2 separate regions of the Mus musculus genome follow, and region 2 is linked to region 1. A link is a contact called in public ChIA-PET data. All regions are on one chromosome and are shown on one strand. The core of a region is the stretch at or near the end of the contact, and the rest is flanking DNA. Distances in the headings are between cores, read along the strand shown.

The links. ChIA-PET counts read pairs in DNA pulled down with a chosen protein or histone mark.
Region 2: a contact with region 1 is called in an RNA polymerase II ChIA-PET map of memory CD8 T cells, with 19 read pairs. The contact joins two enhancer-like sites. A contact is called at or near these places in 1 of 484 Hi-C or Micro-C datasets (cerebral cortex) and 4 of 115 datasets of contacts at active chromatin or transcription factors (CD8 T cells, bone marrow-derived macrophages, effector CD8 T cells and 1 more).

Annotation. Positions count from the first base shown.
Region 1 is chr7:58,473,267-58,478,935 of GRCm38.p6, reverse strand. No RefSeq gene overlaps it. Among named protein-coding and RNA genes, the nearest start is that of n-TEttc7, 77 kb to the right of the region's middle. Within about 2 kb of position 3,530, at least 24 of the 459 cell types and tissues checked have an H3K27ac peak or open chromatin away from gene starts, as enhancers often do. A contact at or near this core is called in CD8 T cells, effector CD8 T cells and memory CD8 T cells, where this site is marked.
Region 2 is chr7:58,709,934-58,715,602 of GRCm38.p6, reverse strand. The region is part of intron 1 of Atp10a (ATPase, class V, type 10A); the gene reads right to left. Gm39019 (a long non-coding RNA gene) reads left to right here. Exons shown (of 5, transcript XR_003946773.1): 3 at 4,137-4,217. Among named protein-coding and RNA genes, the nearest start is that of Gm39019, 18 kb to the left of the region's middle. Within about 2 kb of position 3,607, at least 77 of the 459 cell types and tissues checked have an H3K27ac peak or open chromatin away from gene starts, as enhancers often do. A contact at or near this core is called in CD8 T cells, effector CD8 T cells and memory CD8 T cells, where this site is marked.

The DNA of each region.
Region 1 (5,669 bases), core at 2,281-4,780:
GGATGCTTTTTCTTTCTAGAGGATGTTCTAGGTTTCATTGAGACTGTCATTGTATGATGCTCAGAGACAGCTGTCTTCATGTTCCTGCTGCTTAGTCTTAGATCCCTGCTTTGACATTCCTACCCACTCTGCTGTCATGGGGCACCTGAGAATGGAAGGCTCTCTCTTAACAGAAGAGGTAGAATTGGCAAAGCTGGTCCAATCTTCTCCCCTTGAACATGGACAGAAAAATCTGGTGGGAAGGATCCAGCCTCTGAGAGGTACAGATGCTCAGCTTAGTGACAAGGGCAGCCCTGAAGATTCAAGGGAGTTGGGACTTTGAGTTCTCAGAAAGCTTCTGATAAAGAAAAGCCATTTATGTCCACAGCTGAGGTGAGCATCTGGGTCAGGAGGAGTGCTACACACAGAGGATTCAGTGACCACTGAAATGAGTGAGTACCGTGGTGAGTCACTGTGATGTATGTTTAATGGCCATTCTCACTTTCTTTCCAGACACATCCGTGCCCAAGGGGTTTCCTGTTCTTGTCCCATGCTTATCCTTAATTAAAGGATGTATTCCTGGATACTGGTAGAAAAATCTTTCATCTTCATGGCCTAAATAACTTGGCTGCTCCATCTCCACATGTCTCAAGGATGGGGCAATTCTGTCCAAAGAAAAGATGCGGTATGCATGAAAAACCTCACTGCATGTAAGAACTTCTGACCTCTACACTTCTAAGTTGAATTCATTCTGCTGTCATGGGATAGCCTGGAGTTTGTGCATAAAGAAAATGTACTTTGATCTATGTTTCTGTGTTTACATGTACTTATTTTCACAGCCCTCTTCATCAGATGAGGAAGCAAATGTTAGCCTCTTGTTACTGTAATACATTCCTGAGATGATCAGCTTAAAAAGTGAAAAGGCTACCTCACTCAGGATGATGCCCTCCAGGTCCATCCATTTGCCTAGGAATTTCATAAATTCATCCTTTTTAATAGCTGAGTAGTACTCTATTGTATAAACGTACCACATTTTCTGTATCCATTCCTCTGTTGAGGGGCATCTGGGTTCTTTCCAGCTTCTGGCTATTATAAATAAGGCTGCTATGAACATAGTGGAGCATGTGTCCTTCTTACCAGTTGGAACATCTTCTGGATATATGCCCAGGAGAGGTATTGTGGGATGCTCCGGTAGTACTATGTCCAATGTTCTGAGGAACCACCAGACTGATTTCCAGAGTGGTTGTACAAGCTTGCAATCCCACCAACAATGGAGGAGTGTTCCTCACTGATAAGTGGATATTAGCCCAGAAACTTAGAATACCCAAGATATAAGAGACAATTTGCAAAACACATGAAACTCAAGAAGAATGAAGACCAAAGTGTGGACAATTTGCCCCTTCTTAGAATTGGGAACAAAACAACCATGGAAGGAGTGACAGAGACAAAGTTTGGAGCTGAGACAAAAGGATGGGCCATCTAGAGACTCTCATATAGGGGGATCCATCCCATAATCAGCCTCCAAACGCTGACACCATTGCATACACTAGCAAGAGTTTGCTGAAAGGACCCTGATATAGCTGTCTCTTGTGAGACTATGCTGGGGCCTAGCAAACACAGAAGTGGATGCTTACAGTCAGCTATTGGATGGATCACAGGGCCCCCAATATAGGAGCTAGAGAAAGTAACCAAGGAGCTGGGGGTATCTGCAACCCTATAGGTGGAACAACAATATGAACTAACCATTACCCCCCGGAGCTCGTGTCTCTAGCTGTGTATGTATCAGAAGATGGCCTAGTCAGTGGAAAGAGAGGCCCATTGGTCATGCAAACTTTATATGCCTCAGTACAAGGGAATGCCAGGGCCAAGAAGTGGGAGTGTGTGGGTAGGGGAGTGGGTGGGGGGAGGATATGCCGGACTTTTGGGATAGCATTGGAAATATAAATGAAAAAAACCTAATAAAAGAAAAAGAAAAAAGTGAAAATGCTTATTTTGACTCTATTTCTTACTCTATTTCTTTTGGGGCTGTGAGGAGTCAGTGCATCATTGTGGTGTCATATGGTCAGGAAAGTACTAACTACATGGTAGCTAGAAAGCAAAGTGAGAAGAAAGACCATAGTCCTACAGGCAGCTTCAGGGGCATGCCCTTAGACCAAGTGTCCTAATGTACTCCATCTATAAGCCCCACCTCCTACTACCTACCAATAGTCCCAAAGTCTTGAGATCAAGCCTTTAACACAGGGCTTCTAGAGGCAGTGGTTCAGTTCTCCAACCCACAAAAATGCAGAAGCCATGCTACTCTGAACACAGCTGAGCACATTTCACTTGACTGTAGCTTAGAACCATAACTAAATTCCTGCAAGCCAAGAGGATGCACAGGGATTGTAAGAAGCATGGAGATTAATTTTAGAGTAATGATGATGATGACGACGATGACATGAAGACAACGATGATGGCAGCGGCGATGTGTGTGTGTGTGAGTGTGTGTGTGTGTGTGTGTGTGTGTGTGTGTGTATGATTAGATTTGGGGTGCTAATCCATACCAGAAATCTCAGCATTCAGAAAACAAAGGCAAGAGGATCACCCATGAGTTCAAGGACAGCTTGGTCTACATTGTCTTGAAAAAACAAAACAAAATTTGTGAGAGAATTTTAAAAAAATTTCCTGTAGGTTATAAATGCATAAGGAGGTTAAGAATGATAAAATTAACATTTATTAAATGATAACTTGAAATATTAGCAACATAATAAAACAAAAACTTTCCAGGGTGAGTTCATACAGAACTTTGCCTCCCTTAGGAATAGACACACCTGTGCTTGTTTGAATGAAAATGGTCCCGACTGGCTCATAGTAAATGGCATTACTTGAAAGGATTGGGACAATTGGCCTTGTTGCAGTACGTTGTGACATTGATGGAAGAAGTGTGTCACTGGGCATAAGCTTTGAGGTTTCAAAAGTTCAGACTTTTCCTGCTGCCTGTGGATCCAGGTGTAGAATTCTCAGTTAACTGGCCAGCACCATGTCTGCCTGCATGCCACCATGCTTCCTGCCATGACAATGGTGGACATAACCTTTAGACTGAAAGCCAGCCCCAATGAAATGTTTTTCATCATAAGAATTTTTGTGGTCATGGTGCCTCTTCATAGCAATAGAAATCCTAATGAAGACAACATCTTTCTTGAATCCTGAGCATGTTGTTGTCATTCATAATCTTGTTTGGAGCATTCTTGCAATCCATTCTTTGTTCCTTAGCACACAGAAAGGCAATGTTTTACCTGAGTGTGGTCTCCTGATGACTTTCCTCCCAAGGGAATTTCTGAATAACCAACTAGGCACATTTTCAACTCCAGAATACGTTAAGTGAACATCGCTGGCTCCGTGTGCTCACACTCTTCAGTGTGACTCACTTGCTACCAGGACACTCTGTGAGGAACACAGTCTTTCTAGCTTGGAGGAAGTCATTGACTTTTATTTCCTTAATGTCACCTCAGGTCTCTGCTGTGTTATTGTTAGTGAACTGAACAAGGGTTTCTCAGAGAGAATTAGCTGTACAGTCATCTCCCAAACCGTATAACTGTCAAATCACATCCTGTCTAGGGTTGCCTATTGCCTAACAATAGAAAAAGTTCTATTAACTCCACTTTGATTTCACTTTCCAAGTAGAACCTCAGATACTTGCTCAGAGATTACGGCCAGCTGGGCCCTTTGTCTTCACACTTATCTCATTTGTTGCAACTCATCAGGGCTGGAGTCATACTTCTGGTTTACAACCACCAACTGAACATAGCTTTTTCTACAGAATCTCTTTGTAAAAATTATGAGTATTTCCCTCTAAACAGTGAAAAATTTTGTCAGCCTCCAATGGTTTATTTGGTTCCCTGTTTATTTACGAGGAGACATTTCTAAACCAGTTTTGGGAGGTGAAGATTTTATCGATGTTTTGGGCAAATCCTTGATATATATTGAAATATGTGCACAAGTTCATTTAAGATAAAAATATATAAAACATAAAATCTCCCCTCATCCTGGTTACTCCCCCTAGTATAATAGGGAATACGGCAGGCTTTAGTATGTTTCTTTACTTTTGACTTTCATTTTGATTTTTACTTGATATACAGTAATCACACATGCACTGTGGTGGTGGTGTACACAAGTGTATCGTGGAACAGTCAGGTCACCATAACTGGCATTTCTGTCACCTCGAATACCTGCCACTTCCCCACGTGGTAACACTGAAGTGCTTCCAATGAGCTGTTCTGAAACATTCCTTTGACTGTGGCTGACTGCAAGTATCCTGTGTGCTATTGAATGTGGAAAGCTATTGTCCATTACTCACCCTCTCTCTGTTCCATCATTGCTTTTCTTTATTTTTTTTTAAAAACATGTAAGAGTATCTGATACCCTGTAATTGGAGTTACACTTACAGCTGTGGGCATCCATGTCTGATGCTGGGAACCCCTTGGGATTTAAATGAGAATGACCCCATAGACTCACAGGTTTGAATGCTTAGTCATGGGGGTGGGACTGTTGAAAAGATTAGAAGGTATGGCCTTGTGGGAGAAAGTGTGTTACTTGGGGTGGGCTTTGAGGTTCTTTAGAACCTAAGTGGGTCACTGTCTCTTTCTGTTGCCTGTGGATCCAGATTCTCTCTGCTCCTTCTCCACACCATGTCTGCCTGTGTGCCATCATGCTTCCTACCAGGGAGATAATGGAATAATCCTCCAAAAATGTAAGCAATCCCTAATAAATGTTTCCCATTATAATGTTTTGCTTATGGCGTCTCTTCACAGCAATCGACCATTGACTATGATAGAACCAAACCCTGTTCCTCTGCAAAGGCAACAAGTGCTGTTAACTGCTGAGCTTCCTGTCCAGACCAAATCCTTGCTTTGTTATGATTATCATGCATATAATTATACCTTCAATTGATGATTCACCACCCAGATTGCCTAGCTTGGCATGTCCAACCAATATAAACTCAATAATATCTTCATTTTTTTTTTTTTTTTTACTCAGCTAATTCCTGAGTTTTGCCCTTATGCTGTCAAACAGAATAATTAATTTGTTTACCCCTCTTGGGTGACAGTCCTTTAATTAATTATTATAATATATTCATATGTTCAACTTTTGGGGTGGATGTTTGGTCTGCTCTGGCATCTTCTTTCTTTCAAATAAAGAACTGCTGTCTTCTCTTGTCCTCCCTTCTCCTCTGACTCCCCATATCACTCTATCTCTTATCCCTTCCCCTCTCTTGCTCTCCCTATTCTTTTCCTCCTAATTCTCCTTCCTTCGCCCTTTCTCTCCTCCCCTTTCCTCTCTTCTTTCTCAATATTGAGTACTGGGCAACACATCAATCCCTGTCTTCTATGTGACATCTAGCATTAAAAAATGATTTTTTTCTTGTTCATACACTTATGTTTAGATTTACTTGGTCTTTAATCCACCTACCCACGACCTTTAATTTTCTTGTGTGTGTGCATGCATGCTGTGAAACAGGGTTCAATTAATTTTTTATCAAAGGCACTATTTATATCACATTTATTTTCACTGACAGACAAGTCTGCAGGAAATCGAGCTCTGAATATGTGTCTGTTTCTAGGCAACATGTTCTTTCCATTTATCACATGTCTGGCCCTGTGCAGTGCTACTCTGCTGTAACTATAGCTTTGTCGTTTTCTAGGTTCTATGAC
Region 2 (5,669 bases), core at 2,358-4,857, 240 kb before region 1:
CTTTTTTATAACACCCAAAAGAGTGGCATTTATTTTGGGGACTTGCCTTAAAAGTCAGCATTATCCAAAGGGACTGTAACAAAGTCACAATTTGGCAGAGTGCTTAGCATCTGCCTGGCCCTCAGTTCAAGTCCCAAGGCACACAAATAGAAAAATCCGATCATAAGATGAGAGAACACTGCTGAGCGTTCCCTTATCATCCTCTACAGTGCACAGCAATGTGAGGGAAGAAATGGTAACAGAAGGAAAGGAATCCTCAAAGATCTTCCACACCCCAAACCTTTCTGTGTGATCTGCTGCCAGATAATCCAAAAACCTGGATCCTAGTCACTTCATAGTGCAGCTGTTTGCTATAATAGGCAATGGAGTTGCTGCGGATAGGTACCACAGCAGAAGTCCCCAAGCTCAGAGAAGCTTCCTACCACCACCGCCACCACCCACAAAGGAACTGGAGGTGGCTGCAATGCTCAGCCTATACACTGCATCCAGTCTGAGGCCAGGCATGGTCCGATGCTTTTACCTGTCTCTTACGTCATTTTTTACATCTGAGATATTCTAGGAAATGATTTTTGTGTACTTGCTTTCAAAACATAGTGATGCCTGTAGGGGTCTGGATACACTGACTGTTCTGAAAACGCTAAAAGTTCTCCTTGATGGATGGCTGGCAAAAGCAAGCCGTAGCCAAACAAACCTCAAATCGTGGGTCCAATAGGGTTTTCCTCGTCACTGCCTTTAATAGCCACAAAATCTTTGGGATGTGTTCGTACCAAATGGTACACACAGAGTAAGCAGTTCCAACCACAGGAACAGACAAGGGATGACGTCATTCTGAATCTATGAAAGTCCAGTGGTAAGCATCGAAGTGAGGGAGAGGAGAGTGTGGGAAAACACAGTAAATTCCATGAGTGCTAAATGGCAGTCACTCTGCATCCTCCCTGCTACCTACAGCATCACTATTCATGGCAGGCAGTGCAGGAGTGGTACCCAGACCTCTGACACTAACAAGCCCAGTAAGCTGTGCTTTCAAACCTGGTTTTAATACGTTTTATTTATTTATATGGGGAGAGGGGCATGGATGTGCCACAATGTGCATGTAAAGGTCAATACAAACTGCAGGAGTAAACTCTCCCCTTCCACGGTATCCCAAGGGTCACATTCTGGTCATCAGGTGTACTGACAAGAACCTTGACACACTGAGCCCCAACCTGGACCTGTTAAAAGGGTCTGGAATTGTATCATCAGGCAGAACTCACAGTCTTCCATCCTGCCTAGAGGAAGTCATGGCAAGAATTTCTGTCATGGTATTTATTAAAGCACATAAATACTTGTAAGTTATCTTTACAACAATAGGCTCATGCCAACCATAACTCACTGAGAAGCAGACAAGCTCAAGGATGTACCCTGTCCAAATCCAGAAGACTCTCCTAGGTGGAATGGGGACATTATAGGGTATCATAGCCTGTAAAACATACAGGAACCTCTGAGACAGAAGCAATCTTTTCTTACAGACTGGAACTTGCCACCAAGAATAAAGAATTCCTCACAGCAAAACACACAGCTGGAAACAAGGAGATGATGGAACTAAGAAAGAACTCTGAGGTAAAGACCAAGGAAAGATATAAGGGAGCATCATGAGGCATGCTGAGAGAGCTCTAGGACCCGCCAGTATGGAGACTCCACACTTCAGTGACTCCTCAGGTTTTTCACAGTAGCTCCCTCTGACCCAGCAGAAAATAAGCATCCCTTGGAGATGGTGCATATGCTACTGTTTTTACTTATTTCCTTATTTAGAGCCAATCTCACTACCTAGCCCTGGCTGGCCTAGGACTTCTGCTATTTTTAGTGTTTGTGGCAGGATGATAGGTAGAAAGTAATGTGAAAACTTACAAGAAAGGAGATTTTAAAAGCTTTTGTGAGATGACTGGAAGACACCATCAGTGCCTGCTATGCTTGAACCAGCATCCCAACAATGCCCACAACAGCCCAGCCTAACCCACCTGGCCTCCTAAGGCTTCCATGGCCCCACCCGTCAAGCCAGGCTGGACCTCATTAATGTAAGTACTAAGACAGAACAGAATGCCCTAGTGCCAGAGGAAAACAGACATGCTACCAGAAGTTGTAGGCAGGGTGAGTGCTATAGCCCTGTTAGATACACAGACTCAAATGAGATGCTACAGACTCAGTCAACGCTTGCTCTCATAGCCTAATTCAACACCTATTCCCTCTGAAACGGATCTAATCATAATTAGGAAGAAAATCCATTCACAGTCATACCTAGTTGTGAACTCTGTGAACTCTAATAATGACCAGCATGGCAAGCTATATCTATGGGTATAAGAGTGGCAGCCGGGCATGGTGGCGCACACGTTTAATCCCAGCACTTGGGAGGCAGAGGCAGGCGGATTTCAGAGTTCGAGGCCAGTCTGGTCTACAGAGTGAGTTCCAGGACAGCCAAGACTACACAGAGAAACCCTGTCTCGAAAAACCAAATAAATAAATAAATAAATAAATAAATAAATAAATAAATAAATAGAAGAGTGGAATGTACATTTTGGGGGTTAAATCTTCTTCCTTATTAAATTTAAAGCCCACACCACAAGAAGGAAACACATACCTAAGTACTGAAAATCTGACCAATACCACATGCTTTTAGAGCTCATAGGTCCAGGGATGATCCTATTACTATTATTTAGGTAAATGGACCTAGTATTAAACTGTTCCCTGAATCATATCCCTCCAGCTACAGATTCGTGCACTCTCAGACTTCATCAGCAAAGTTTGTTGATGCTGTCAATAGTGGTTAACCCAGAAACTTAGGACTGTTCTAAGTGAAGAGTGCCAGGGGAGAGCTTGGCCAAGTTGGTGAATCTCAATCACACTTTCATCTCTAAGACTTAAAGACCATCATGCAAGAGGAAGCAGAAAGAGTGTTAAGAGCCGGGGTCTGGGGAGGACCAGAACGAAAGTGTCTTCTGGATATGATAAGACCACTATACTCATTAATTCACAGCATCAGTGGTTGCCTGCATAAGACCTGCAAAAGATCAAGCCAGTCAACATTTTAGCATGAAATAAAAACAGGTTCTGTGAGTTCCCACCCCTGGCTGGGGAGCTATGGTTATCTAATGGTTTTATTCCATTCCATAGATAGTTTTATTTATTTATCAATCTCAATGGATAGTCTTACACACACACACACACACACACACACACAGATTTAAATAAATGCAATATGGACTTATTTAAAGAGGACCGCAAGTTGAGGGGATAGCATAGAGAGATTGGATGGATTAGGAAGAAGAAATGGGGAAGAGTTGGAATGAATCTGATCAAAATACATCATATGAAATAATAAAATATTCAATAAAATACTTTATATGTACACACACACACACACACACACACACGGCAGAGTGAATGTTTCCTAAGATTAAAACTGGAAACTGTGGGCTGGGCTTGGCTCCTAGCTGAAAGGTAGGAGTTAAAACCACAATCATTTTTCAGGTTAATGTCTTTTTTTTTTTTCACTGCTCTCTTAGTTTCTGAGTATTGGCTGGCAAAGACCACGGTATCCATCACACTCAAAACAACAAAGCAGGAAACAGGAACCGGCCCGAAGCTTCTTGCCTGCCACAGAGAGCCTCTGTAGTTTCATATCGTGCTCTGTACACGGGACAAAGCTGTTTGTTTCTGCTTTGTAATATGCAGTGCTGTGTTCTACTGCTGAACAATCACTCTAAGGAAATATTACTATAAAAATAAATACATTTCTCTTTTCATTCAAAGCGGAGGAAGATAGGCAGGGCGCCGTGAGCACACCCACAAGCCTTCCCCTAGAACACTTTACATTTGTTCCTAAGTCTCTAAGAATGTTTTGCTGATAGTATCTAAGTCTTAATTTATCTACAATCAACCTGATTCAAGTACAGAGGAAAAAAATACTCATTTTGCTCCGTTTTTGGTTTGGATTTTGTGGGGGGAGGAGGGGAGCAGGTTGCCTTTATTTTTCTTTCAACTCATGGGAACACACTATTTATAGTATTATTTTCTCTTGGCAGTCAAATACATTATTAACCTCTGAACTGGATATTTTTTAAGAAAAAAAAAACAAAGTATAATTCTCTTATTTTTGACAGGATCTACTCCAACTCCTTCCTAGCAGAAGATGACCTTGGCAGACACACACCCACTTCCACTTCAGAGTGCTGGTATTACTGGTATGTGCTACCAATGTCCTTGGTTTTATGCGATGCTGGGGACTGAAGCTAGGGGTTCATGCATGTTGCAAGTACTCTAAAAAGTGGTCAAGAGCCCCAACTCCATATAAATTATTTTGCAGCAATGACCACACCTCACTTCTGACAAAGACGCCATTACAGCCCATGATCTACCCACCTACAACAAACAAGTGACACATTTTTAACTTGTGTTTTACACGTTAAATGATAGAAACATAGATAATGATTCTACTGTAAGGCCAAAAGCATGTCATTTTCATGTCAGCCCATTTCCTTTCCTGTAGTCTTCTGGAATAAGACAAGGAGCATGGCAGTACCCTGGTCTCAAACTCAGCAACCATAGAGCTTAGGGTATAGAGGGAGCAAGGGAGCAAGAAGTTGCAGAGTGAAGCCCTAGAAAGTACCCTCTTGGGGTCTTCAGAGGGTTCCACCGGAGCTTTGGCCAAGTCTTAATGAGGAAAGAGAGGAGCAGGAGTCAGAGATGCTGAGTTGAGCATCTCCACAACAGTTCTAGTTCTCACCAGCCAGGAGAGATAAATCAGACATTTCAGAGGCCAACAGGTGAACTGGTAGATACTATCTCAGTCGTTGGGAAAAGTAAGCCCAGGAGAAAGGGCTGCTTGGATCCCACCTAGGCAAAGTGCAAAGGAGGCCTCCAGAGAAACAAACAGAGTATGCTAGCTGATTCTAAAACCCCTTGGGAGTCTACAGCCATACCACCCTGAATGTACCCAGGCTCATCTAAAAACCACTCAGGAATCTGTCTATACTGGAGCATAAATGACCACAATTCAGTAAGGCACAGTGCACCATGGGAGCCTCTAACCAAAAGGTGTTAGGCAGGCATGCAAAAAAAAAAAAAAAAAAAAAAAAAAAAGAGGCAGGAAATTGTACACACTACAGAGGGTAAGAATCTATGAGAGAAAGATACAGAAATGTCACAGATGGTAGAAATGACCTGACAGGGGTGTTGGGCAGCTGATGTGTCCACATGTCTGAAATGTCAGAAGAAAAATTCAAGCACGTTCAGACATGCATAGAATGCATTTTTAAAAATACTTTTAAGGATGTGAACTAACTGTGTAGATTTAAAAATCTATAAAGATAAATCAGATTAACCGATTATAAGAACAGAGGGGGGAGAGAGAGAGAGAGAGAGAGAGATCCTGAAACTGAGGAAGCAACGTGAGTGACATGAAAATCAAAAAGAGCAAGAACAGTAAGCTGATGCAGTTGTAAACAGAAACCAGGCTGGGGCTAAAGAAATAATTTTCAAAAATTTCCAAATATGATGAAAAACTACAGCCACAAATTAAAAATGTTCCATGAATTCCAAAGTGGGGAAGGGGTAGGGGAGGGGAGGGGTGCTAGACCCAGGCTCACAAAACTGCTGAAAATTCCACAACTAGATTGTAAACATACAAATAAGTA